Linked DNA regions of Mus musculus: regions 2 and 3 are each linked to region 1. A link is a contact called in public HiChIP or PLAC-seq data. All regions are on one chromosome and are shown on one strand. The core of a region is the stretch at or near the end of the contact, and the rest is flanking DNA. Distances in the headings are between cores, read along the strand shown.

What was found. HiChIP or PLAC-seq counts read pairs in DNA pulled down with a chosen protein or histone mark.
Region 2: an HNF4G HiChIP or PLAC-seq map of pancreatic cancer cells shows a contact between it and region 1. The contact joins the enhancer-like site here to the promoter of Pparg in region 1. A contact is called at or near these places in 6 of 39 promoter capture datasets (HPC-7-derived erythroid cells, embryonic stem cells, frontonasal cranial neural crest and 3 more), 3 of 484 Hi-C or Micro-C datasets (the N1E-115 cell line, nephron progenitors and uterus), 9 of 115 datasets of contacts at active chromatin or transcription factors (the NIH/3T3 cell line, bone marrow-derived macrophages, embryonic forebrain and 6 more) and 4 of 9 other capture datasets (adipose tissue, bone marrow-derived macrophages, liver and 1 more).
Region 3: an HNF4G HiChIP or PLAC-seq map of pancreatic cancer cells shows a contact between it and region 1. The contact joins the enhancer-like site here to the promoter of Pparg in region 1. A contact is called at or near these places in 7 of 39 promoter capture datasets (the C10 cell line, the SN4741 cell line, embryonic stem cells and 3 more), 9 of 484 Hi-C or Micro-C datasets (the 3T3-L1 cell line, the AML12 cell line, CD4 T cells and 6 more), 6 of 115 datasets of contacts at active chromatin or transcription factors (bone marrow-derived macrophages, cardiomyocytes, embryonic forebrain and 3 more) and 4 of 9 other capture datasets (adipose tissue, bone marrow-derived macrophages, liver and 1 more).

The regions. Positions count from the first base shown.
Region 1 is chr6:115,360,948-115,363,828 of GRCm38.p6, forward strand. It overlaps Pparg (peroxisome proliferator activated receptor gamma), which reads left to right and starts at 1,402. Exons shown (of 8, transcript NM_001308354.1): 1 at 1,402-1,470.
Region 2 is chr6:115,479,057-115,481,937 of GRCm38.p6, forward strand. All of the region lies in intron 7 of Pparg (peroxisome proliferator activated receptor gamma), which reads left to right. Among named protein-coding and RNA genes, the nearest start is that of Gm36301, 39 kb to the right of the region's middle. Within about 2 kb of position 1,440, at least 182 of the 459 cell types and tissues checked have an H3K27ac peak or open chromatin away from gene starts, as enhancers often do. A contact at or near this core is called in the N1E-115 cell line, the NIH/3T3 cell line, adipose tissue and 8 more, where this site is marked.
Region 3 is chr6:115,461,751-115,464,631 of GRCm38.p6, forward strand. It overlaps Pparg (peroxisome proliferator activated receptor gamma), which reads left to right. Exons shown (of 8, transcript NM_001308354.1): 6 at 1,336-1,535. Among named protein-coding and RNA genes, the nearest start is that of Gm36301, 56 kb to the right of the region's middle. Within about 2 kb of position 1,426, at least 94 of the 459 cell types and tissues checked have an H3K27ac peak or open chromatin away from gene starts, as enhancers often do. A contact at or near this core is called in the AML12 cell line, the N1E-115 cell line, adipose tissue and 7 more, where this site is marked.

The DNA of each region.
Region 1 (2,881 bases), core at 152-2,651:
TCCGGCCTCACCCTGGGCACCGCCCCCGGTCCGGCCGGGTGGCTCGGCTCGGCTCCTCCGGTCCGCGGCCGGCCAGGCGGGGCCCGTCGCACTCAGAGCGGCAGCCGCCTGGGGCGCTCGGGTCGGGTCGGCCTCACCGACGCACAGCACCCGCCAAGCCGCCGCCTCAGGTCAGAGTCGCCCCGGGCCACGCGGCCCGCCGGAGGGACGCGGAAGAAGAGACCTGGGGCGCTGCGCTGGGGTATTGGGTCGCGCGCAGCCTGAGGGGACCGAGTGTGACGACAAGGTGACCGGGCTGAGGGGACGGGCTGAGGAGAAGTCACACTCTGACAGGAGCCTGTGAGACCAACAGCCTGACGGGGTCTCGGTTGAGGGGACGCGGGCTGAGAAGTCACGTTCTGACAGGACTGTGTGACAGACAAGGTGAGGGGGGGTCTCGGCTTGTGGGGTCTGGATCTGACTGGCTAGGTGACTGGGTCTCCGCTGAGGGGACTCGGGATGAGAAGTCACATTCTGACAGGGCTGCGTAACTGACAGCCTAACCCTGTCTCGACTAGAGGGGATACGGGCTGGAAAGCCACACTCCGACAGGACGGAGAGTGACCAAGTGACAGAATCTTGACTCAAGGGACCCCGGCTGAGGAGAAGGCAAACTCTTGACAGGACCGAATGTGACAGACAAGGTGACAGAGTCTGGGTCTGAGGGGATCGCGCGGGCTGAGGAGAAGTCACACAAGAGAAGAGCGAGAGAGTGATAGCGGGGCGGGGTCGCGGACTCAGGGACAGAGTGAGGGGTCTCGGCTGAGGACCGGTCACCCTCCTGGAGAGCCGAGTGTGACTGACAGGGTGACTGTCCTCGTGAGGGGCACCGGCACGGTGCGGAGGGCCACAGTGCTTCCCTGAGAGGGTGCGCAGGCAGGCATGTGTGTGAGCGCGGAACAGGGTTGCCCCTGTTCCAGACCCTGACAGGAAAGCCAGGTCTCCAGAACTACCGCGTTGGGGACCGCATTGTGCGGATCCTGGTGACAGATTTAGAGAGGGGCTCGCCAGCAGCCACCGGTCGCCCTGAGGCTCTAGGGGTCGGAGGGTGGGGAGGAGGATGCGCCCGTGATCACGGAGGCGATTTGGCCCACGGCCCCCTGCCCGGGGCTCACCAGGTGTGAGGAAAGCGGGGTCACTGTCGCCAAGGCCCCGCCCCGCCAGTGCCCCTCTTCAATCTAAGCAGGGGGCGAGCACAGGGCCCGGCTCACGGGAGTAGGCAGCCCTCGTGCTGGGGGCGGAAGGTGGGTGTGTGGCTCCCGGTGCTTTATGGCTTGGGATTGGGGAGGAGCCTAAGGTGAGGAGGCAGAAACTGGGAGTAGCCTGGGCTGCTTTTATATAAGGGACGCGAGGAGGTCAAGAAGGGGCCTGGACCTCTGCTGGGGATCTGAAGGCTGCAGCGCTAAATTCTTCTTAACTCCCATTGAGTAGGTGAGTGGCCCCATCGTCATCACGTTTTTGTTGGTGTGTGTAGTGAAGTGGCCAAACTGCCCCCAAGTTCTTACACATCAGGATGGTCTGGCTGTGTTCTTGTACTGTTAAGAATCTGCTTTGCTTCTGATGCTAATAGGGGGGAGGTCGTGCCATTTATTTCAGAAGGGAAAAAAGAAAAGTTAAGTTTTCTGTGAGGAAGAGGCTAAAAGGTGTCCCTTTTTAGCAGGATGAAGGACAAAAATGTAAAATTAAATGATCATTTGAAAACAAAACCAGATGAACCAAGTTGTAGGATAGCTAACAGTTGGAAAGCCTCTTGATTTGGAGTTCATTATTGTAATGTCAACTCTTTATTATCATGCACGAAGCAAATTGTTAACTGGAGTTATTAAATGAATAACTTAGTCTTGGACTTGGGCAGGTCTTCCAAAGATATCAGGTGCTCTGTGGGAGTCTTCCTGTCGTCCATAGCTAAGTGATCAATTGCTGACTAAAAATGTAACTAACTCCAGGTGCTCTGTGATTTAAAACCTGGCTAGGGTAGGAACGGATATACGCTATGACTACTCAAAGAGATAGTTCTCTTGCAAGTTTGACAGAAGCACTCATAGATACTACGAGCATTTGGAGCAGCATTTCAGAAGATTGGGTTTCAACTTTAAAATAAGTTCTCTGTTGTCTTATCTTCAACCACATTTGCTCTAAAGTAAATGTCCGAAATATTAATTTTAATATATGAACATTTTAACTCAGTGTCATGCCTTAGTTGGAGTGAAACATATTATAAAGCCCTCGATTTTTATTTTACTGTGTGTTTTGTGTAAATTTGCTCACTCCAGTGCTACTTCATATTTAATTTGCTGAGAACTATATCTTCAGTGAGAAGATCTAAGGAGCAACTGGTGGTCACCTCACGCTTTTGCAGCTCACTAGAAGGGAAAAGATTGTTGACAGTTTTCTTTTTAAGGAAAAAAATCTTTTTCATATGTAAAAGTTTCAAACTCTTCAAACTGTTGAAGAACAATGGCGCCGGTGAAGTCTGAAGTTCTTGATGCCTCTAGGCCGAAGAGTTTTTTGATGCTGTTTCCTCGGTCTTTTATATTTCAAAGATTATAAGTTCTTCTAAACACATTAGAACTAAAAGACCTGGAAACATTATACACATCAATACTTAAGACTACTTTGATATTTTTTGTGATAACTATTTTTTAATAATTAAGTATATTTCCTTTAAAGGAGCTGGTTTTCCTAACATTCATGTCACTACATCTTTCAGAATCACTTTAACAGAAAAGGGCAAATTACACTTTAAAAAAAATCATATCTTTAGTTTCAAAATCCCTATGACATTTAAAATTCATATATGAAAAGCATGACTTTAAATTTTTGACGTAGAAATGGATTATGC
Region 2 (2,881 bases), core at 190-2,689, 120 kb after region 1:
ATCCCTGTGCGTTGCTTGCCAGCCATCCTAGCCGAAGCATCAAGCTCCACTTTCAGTGAGAAACCCTTTCTCAAGAAAGTAAGGTGGGGAGTAAGGAAGATGCCTGATGCCAACCTCTGACCTCATGTACACAGGGTCAGGTGGGATTGGGTGAGCACAGACATACACGCACTGGTGAGAGGATTTAAAACAGTTAAATACCATCAATACCATCCTGTGTCTTCGTTTCTCGTGCTCTAGAGGAACAACTGAGCACAGGGACACTTACTCTGTGTAGGCAGACAGATAGATACTTGCTCATGGCCATTGCAAAGCACCTCATTCAACAGCTCAGACCCAGTGAGCCACTGCAGATAACTTGGGGCAGAAGGACCAACTGACTACAAGGTTGGGCGTATTCCTCCACCCTGGACCTCAGTTCCCCTTCAGTTCTTGAGTATACGTGCCATGCTTCCATTTTACTACAGAGTGATTTCTGTGAGTTACAGTGCACAGTATAGCACATATCTCTGGAAAAACAGGCTTTATGTGTCTCAGGGGAGCTCCACATAGTCATACTTTGACTCTACTCAGCCCAGAGCCTTTATACCCCTTTTAGTCAGTGAATGTCTCCCATAGTTGTTAAGTGAAAAGGACACAATATCCAAACTACTTTGAAACTAGACATTAAAAATAACTATAAATAGCAATAGGCCAACACTTTTGTGTATTTAGTAGTCCTGGGGATTGAACTTATGGCCTCATGCATGTGAGCACAAGCTTCCCTATTGAGCTACAGTCTCAGCATTATGCCAGCTTCCTACTTCTTCTATGCCAGCTAAATATTTAACTTCCTTCCCAATTGAGAAAGTTGTTTTTCCATGTCTTCTTCAGGTATTAAAAATAAACAAGGGCATCTAATTTCTCTTGAGCTGGACATCCAGCATTAACATGTCTCCTGTCCCCCATCAGGAGATGGTCATATCACAGAGTAATAGCTGGTTTACTAAGGACTAGCATATCTAATAGGCTCCTACCTACACTGTGCATGAGATTAGCAGAATGGCCTTGAATAATGACTCACTTTGAGTTATCTAGAAATGTCCCATTAGTTCTCTGTTTTCATAACCTCATGCACTTGGTATGACAGGGGTGAGGTATATTTATGAGTTTGCAACTGGCACCTAAACACTAAAAACCAGAGAGCTGGGGGCAAGGATGGGGTAATGGAGAAAATAGTGAAACATCTTAGAGTCACCCCATAGATAGGCATACATGTGAGAATCTATGTGCAGGCTCTTGTTTGGAGAGGATAGAAGACCCCTTATCTGTAACTGCTCCAGAAATAAAACTTCCTCCTCCGCCCTGGCTAAGTAGGCCGCCATCATCTCGGGACTGAGCAAACAGTGTTGTCTGAGGCAGACAGGACTGAAAGTGGAACTGCTGAGTCACTCCTGTCCACACTGGCAGCCAAGGAAGAGGCTCCTTAGCCAGTCATAAGAGATGTGGCTTTTCAGAGCACTTTATCATTTTGGACTCTCAAAATGTGTGTTTAAACTCTGGGTGACCCAGGCAGCCTTCCAGATGGGCACCATTCAGCTGCAAGTGGGGAAGGGTGAATGCAGGGTCCTCAGGTCACCTAACAGAGAGGTTGGGCAAGGGATGGGGGTGGGAGGAGGGCGTAAGGGCTGTGCTGCAGCCTAAACAAAACTTCTCACCTGCTACTGCAGCTCTGGATAGGCCAGGGAGAAAGCTCCAGAATCACACACAAGAGTCCAAAAGCCCCACTCCCCCACTTCCTAGATGTGCGGTTGCAGCAATTATTGACCTCCCTGGGCCTTAACTTCCTTATCAGCTCCCCAAGCAAGTAAAATAGCATTATATGAAGCTTTTGGCACTGTGCCTGGGACACTGCTAGGCACACAGTGAATGCTAATTTCCCCTTTCTCCTCTGTGATATCATTTGAAGTAGCTCCACTCCATCCTGCCAGTCAAAAGGCTTAAAATTCCACCAACCGTCCTTAAAATCCTTCCTACAATATAAATACCCCTAGGGAGCTCTCAACTAATCCTTTTATCAGCTATCACTTTAAGGGGATTAGTTGCAGATCAAGAACAAAACCCAAAGGGAAAGAGATACAGAGAAGGAGGAGGAGCCAAAGAAGGAGGATCAAAATCCCCTAATCCTGGGCCCCCAAGGAGACAGGGGAAGCTAGGACTGTGGATTCTCCCACCCAGAATTCCCTTGACTTTGCAGGAAACTAAGGTGTTTAGAAAGTCATATCTATGGTTTACAATCACAAGTTCTTCAGAAAGGAGAGGAGAGGAGAGGAGAGGAGAGGAGAGGAGAGGAGAGGAGAGGAGAGGAGAGGAGAGGAGAGGAGAGGAGAGGAGAGGAGAGGAGAGGAGAGGAGAGGAGAGGAGAGAGAGGAGTGGGAAATCTGAAGTTGATAAGGCTACTGTCTCAAGTTTGCTGGTTTGCTGTCATGGATCTAAAGTCACAGAGTTGCTCTTAACCCTTTTCTCAGCCCTTCCTCCTTTGTTCCCTTTGGCAGAGCCACCAGGTACATTGAGGGCAGCAACGTGTCAGGCTGGAGGGGGCCTCGGAAGAGGTTACTCTCCTATTTCCTTCCACTAACCCTTCTTCCTCTACCTATACTCCCAGCCCCAACCAGCTACCAATCCTGATAGAATTGCTCAAAACACGGAAAGCACAGAATTGAAGCAGAGCACATGGCTGAGCCTTGAGTGACTAGTACAGCAGAGCTAGAAGGATCACAAGGACTGCCCAGGGCCAAGACAGAACTCAGAAGACCCACTTCCATCCTCAAAGACCTTGAAATAGAATTAATCCCAGGTCTATTCCCTGGGGGCCCTGTAGAGGGACAGACTAGCTTTGACC
Region 3 (2,881 bases), core at 176-2,675, 100 kb after region 1:
GCTGGCCTCCTCAGACATTAGGTACACACTGTGATGCAGAGATGCAGGCAAATTCACACAATTTTTTTTTAATTTTTTAACATCTCAAAAACAAACAAACAAACAAACAAAAAAAGCACAAACCTGTTGGTTCTCATATTCAGCAACATTGATTGAGTTCTACCAAGTACTAAGATATATGTAAATGTGCCCCAACCTTTGCTCACAAGTAGCCTATCATCTAAGTAAAAGAGCCCACCATCATCTTGAGTGTCACATAGAATGGTGCTCAAGATACTACTAAGTATGAGAGCAAGATGTTCCACTGGAGAAAAGCAGTGTCCTAAAGAGAGCTAGCTCAACAAAGAATGGTGTCAAAGAAACATTACTCAAAGGGACATTTTATAAGTAATATCAGACCAGGAAGTAGGAAATTTTATGCAAGTTAGAAGTCTATAAACAGATTACTATTTATTTAATTTTTTTGGGGAAGGCCTTGCACATGCCAAGCAAGGGTTCTGTGCCCAAAGGACACCCCAGCTCACACAGGTCAATTCCTACATTAGGCCCTACAGTCTGTCTTAAGTCTTTGCTTTGCATTCACACTTCCTCACTCCTTGAGAAGCCAAATTAAAGGTATTCTGATGAACCTCATTAAGGGGGAATTCTGCAGAGTTAGGGGGTAAGTCAGTTTCCATCCATTTAATGTCCAAGTTCCCTGGTCTTTCTTTACAACAGAAACGGATAGCTCATATGAACTGACTGAGAACAGGGCCTATGTTTGTACAACTTGAACTTCTCCGTAACTGTTTAATTCATGAAACACAAAGATGCTCCTGCCGTACCTTTTATGAAGTGCAGAGGTTACCAAGATAATTATGACAGTGTCCCTGTCTGCAGGACATTGTTCTACAGAGGGGTTAGAGGTATAAAAAGTCATAATTATAGTACAGTGTGAACATTTTGATTGTTGAAATGCTTAGGGTTGGGGGAACACTGGGAAGAAATAATTAGCTGTACTTGAAAGCTCTATAAAGATGACTTTGCATCTTTGGATAGGAGTTGTCTCTCGATTCATGTTTAAATGAATATGTATTCCTGTTTGCTAGCGGATCCTTCCAATTTCCTAACAGGATCGTATGTTGCCTTTTTTAACTGAAGAAGTAAATAAGTTAATTTCATTTGTCTGTGCTACTGTTGCGAAATAAAAACATGAGCAAAGTGGTAGATAGAAGGCAGAACCAGCGCCGGGTGGAGAGAGGGACTCTCAGTGTGGGAACCAAGATTAGGGAGAGCACAATGCGGAGCCCTAGTAATGATCCAATGATTCATCCTGTCATTCCTCTTCCTCTGTAGCCATCAGGTTTGGGCGGATGCCACAGGCCGAGAAGGAGAAGCTGTTGGCGGAGATCTCCAGTGATATCGACCAGCTGAACCCAGAGTCTGCTGATCTGCGAGCCCTGGCAAAGCATTTGTATGACTCATACATAAAGTCCTTCCCGCTGACCAAAGCCAAGGCGAGGGCGATCTTGACAGGAAAGACAACGGACAAATCAGTTAGTTCTCTTCTGCTCTCTTCACTGGGGGAGGCTGGGGCTGGGGGTTGTTTCCTTTGACTAAATGATTTGCTTTGGTGCACATGCATATGCAAAAACAAACAAACAAACAAACAAAAAACAGCTCAGCTGCAGGCTGTTAAAATCTAGTGGCAGGCTAGGTCCAAAACACAGGAAATGTCTTCAAATAGGATAAGTAAACATTGTTCTGAAAAGGGAGTAAGTCCTCCAAGCTGTAATAAAAAACCTTTGAGAGTAATACAAGAGCTCATAGGTCATCTCTACACTCATGAATGAACGTGAAGCCTTCCAGTCACAAGAGTGTCTCAGAAGCCGTGCAGGAGGCTGAGCAGGTGTGTTAAGCTGTTGTGTCCCACTTCTACCTTTCAGTTTTTCTATGGTCATTTGTCCCAGGTCCAAAGTGGGCACAAAAGTACATCAGGATATCATGAGACCTATTTCCTTACAGTACCTAGCTTTATTCCTGGGAAACTGGAGGCTCTGGCCTTCTATTATATACATGAGTTCTACTTTCTGCAAGGATCTAAGTTGCCTATGCTACTCCAATGGAATGGTTGGTTGCTTGCTTGCTTGCTTGGTTTAGTATGCTAACTATTGGATTGAATCCCAGGCAAGCATGTTGGGTACATGTGTGCTAGAACTAAGCTACAGTCCCAAGCCACAAAAGTATTCTTAAGTACCTGGAGATTCTTTGACTGATATTGTTTAGCAATTCATAATAGATGAAAATTATCATTGAATCCAGTTTTCTAGGAAGCAGAAAGCTTCTGATAGGAAGTTGAGAATCAACATCAAATTACATTAAAATAAAACCTCAATGCTGCTCCCCAGTCCACCAGCAGCTGCAAGTGTGCACTGGATTGGGCTCTTCAGGTCTTTCAGCCAGGGTCTGGCTTTGATGTCTATGCTATGATGAATGTCCCTAGGCAGTAGGAGCTACAAGTCCCATGCAGAAGACCTGGATCCAGCTCTTGAAAACCCTGTGTGTGGTCAGTTACTTTCATGGCCAGGAGAGCCAGTCAACTATTAGGTGGATACATGTAACTTGATGACCATTTAGATTTTAGAAGAAAAAAATCGTATTATCTCCTAATGTGTTTTGAGGACTATCTCAGGTTATTTCTTTCGTTTTAGATAAATGACTTCGAGTGGAATCAGCTAGTAGCTATGAGAAAGCCACATGCCAGTAAGAACAGTTGAGTTTCTCCCTGCAAAAGAGGTGATTGATACTTTCACAGTGATACACAAGGCCCTAGGCACTACAGTTTCCAAGTATTTTACACATTCTTTACACTCGAGCTCAGGGTCCTCTGAAGGCTGCAATT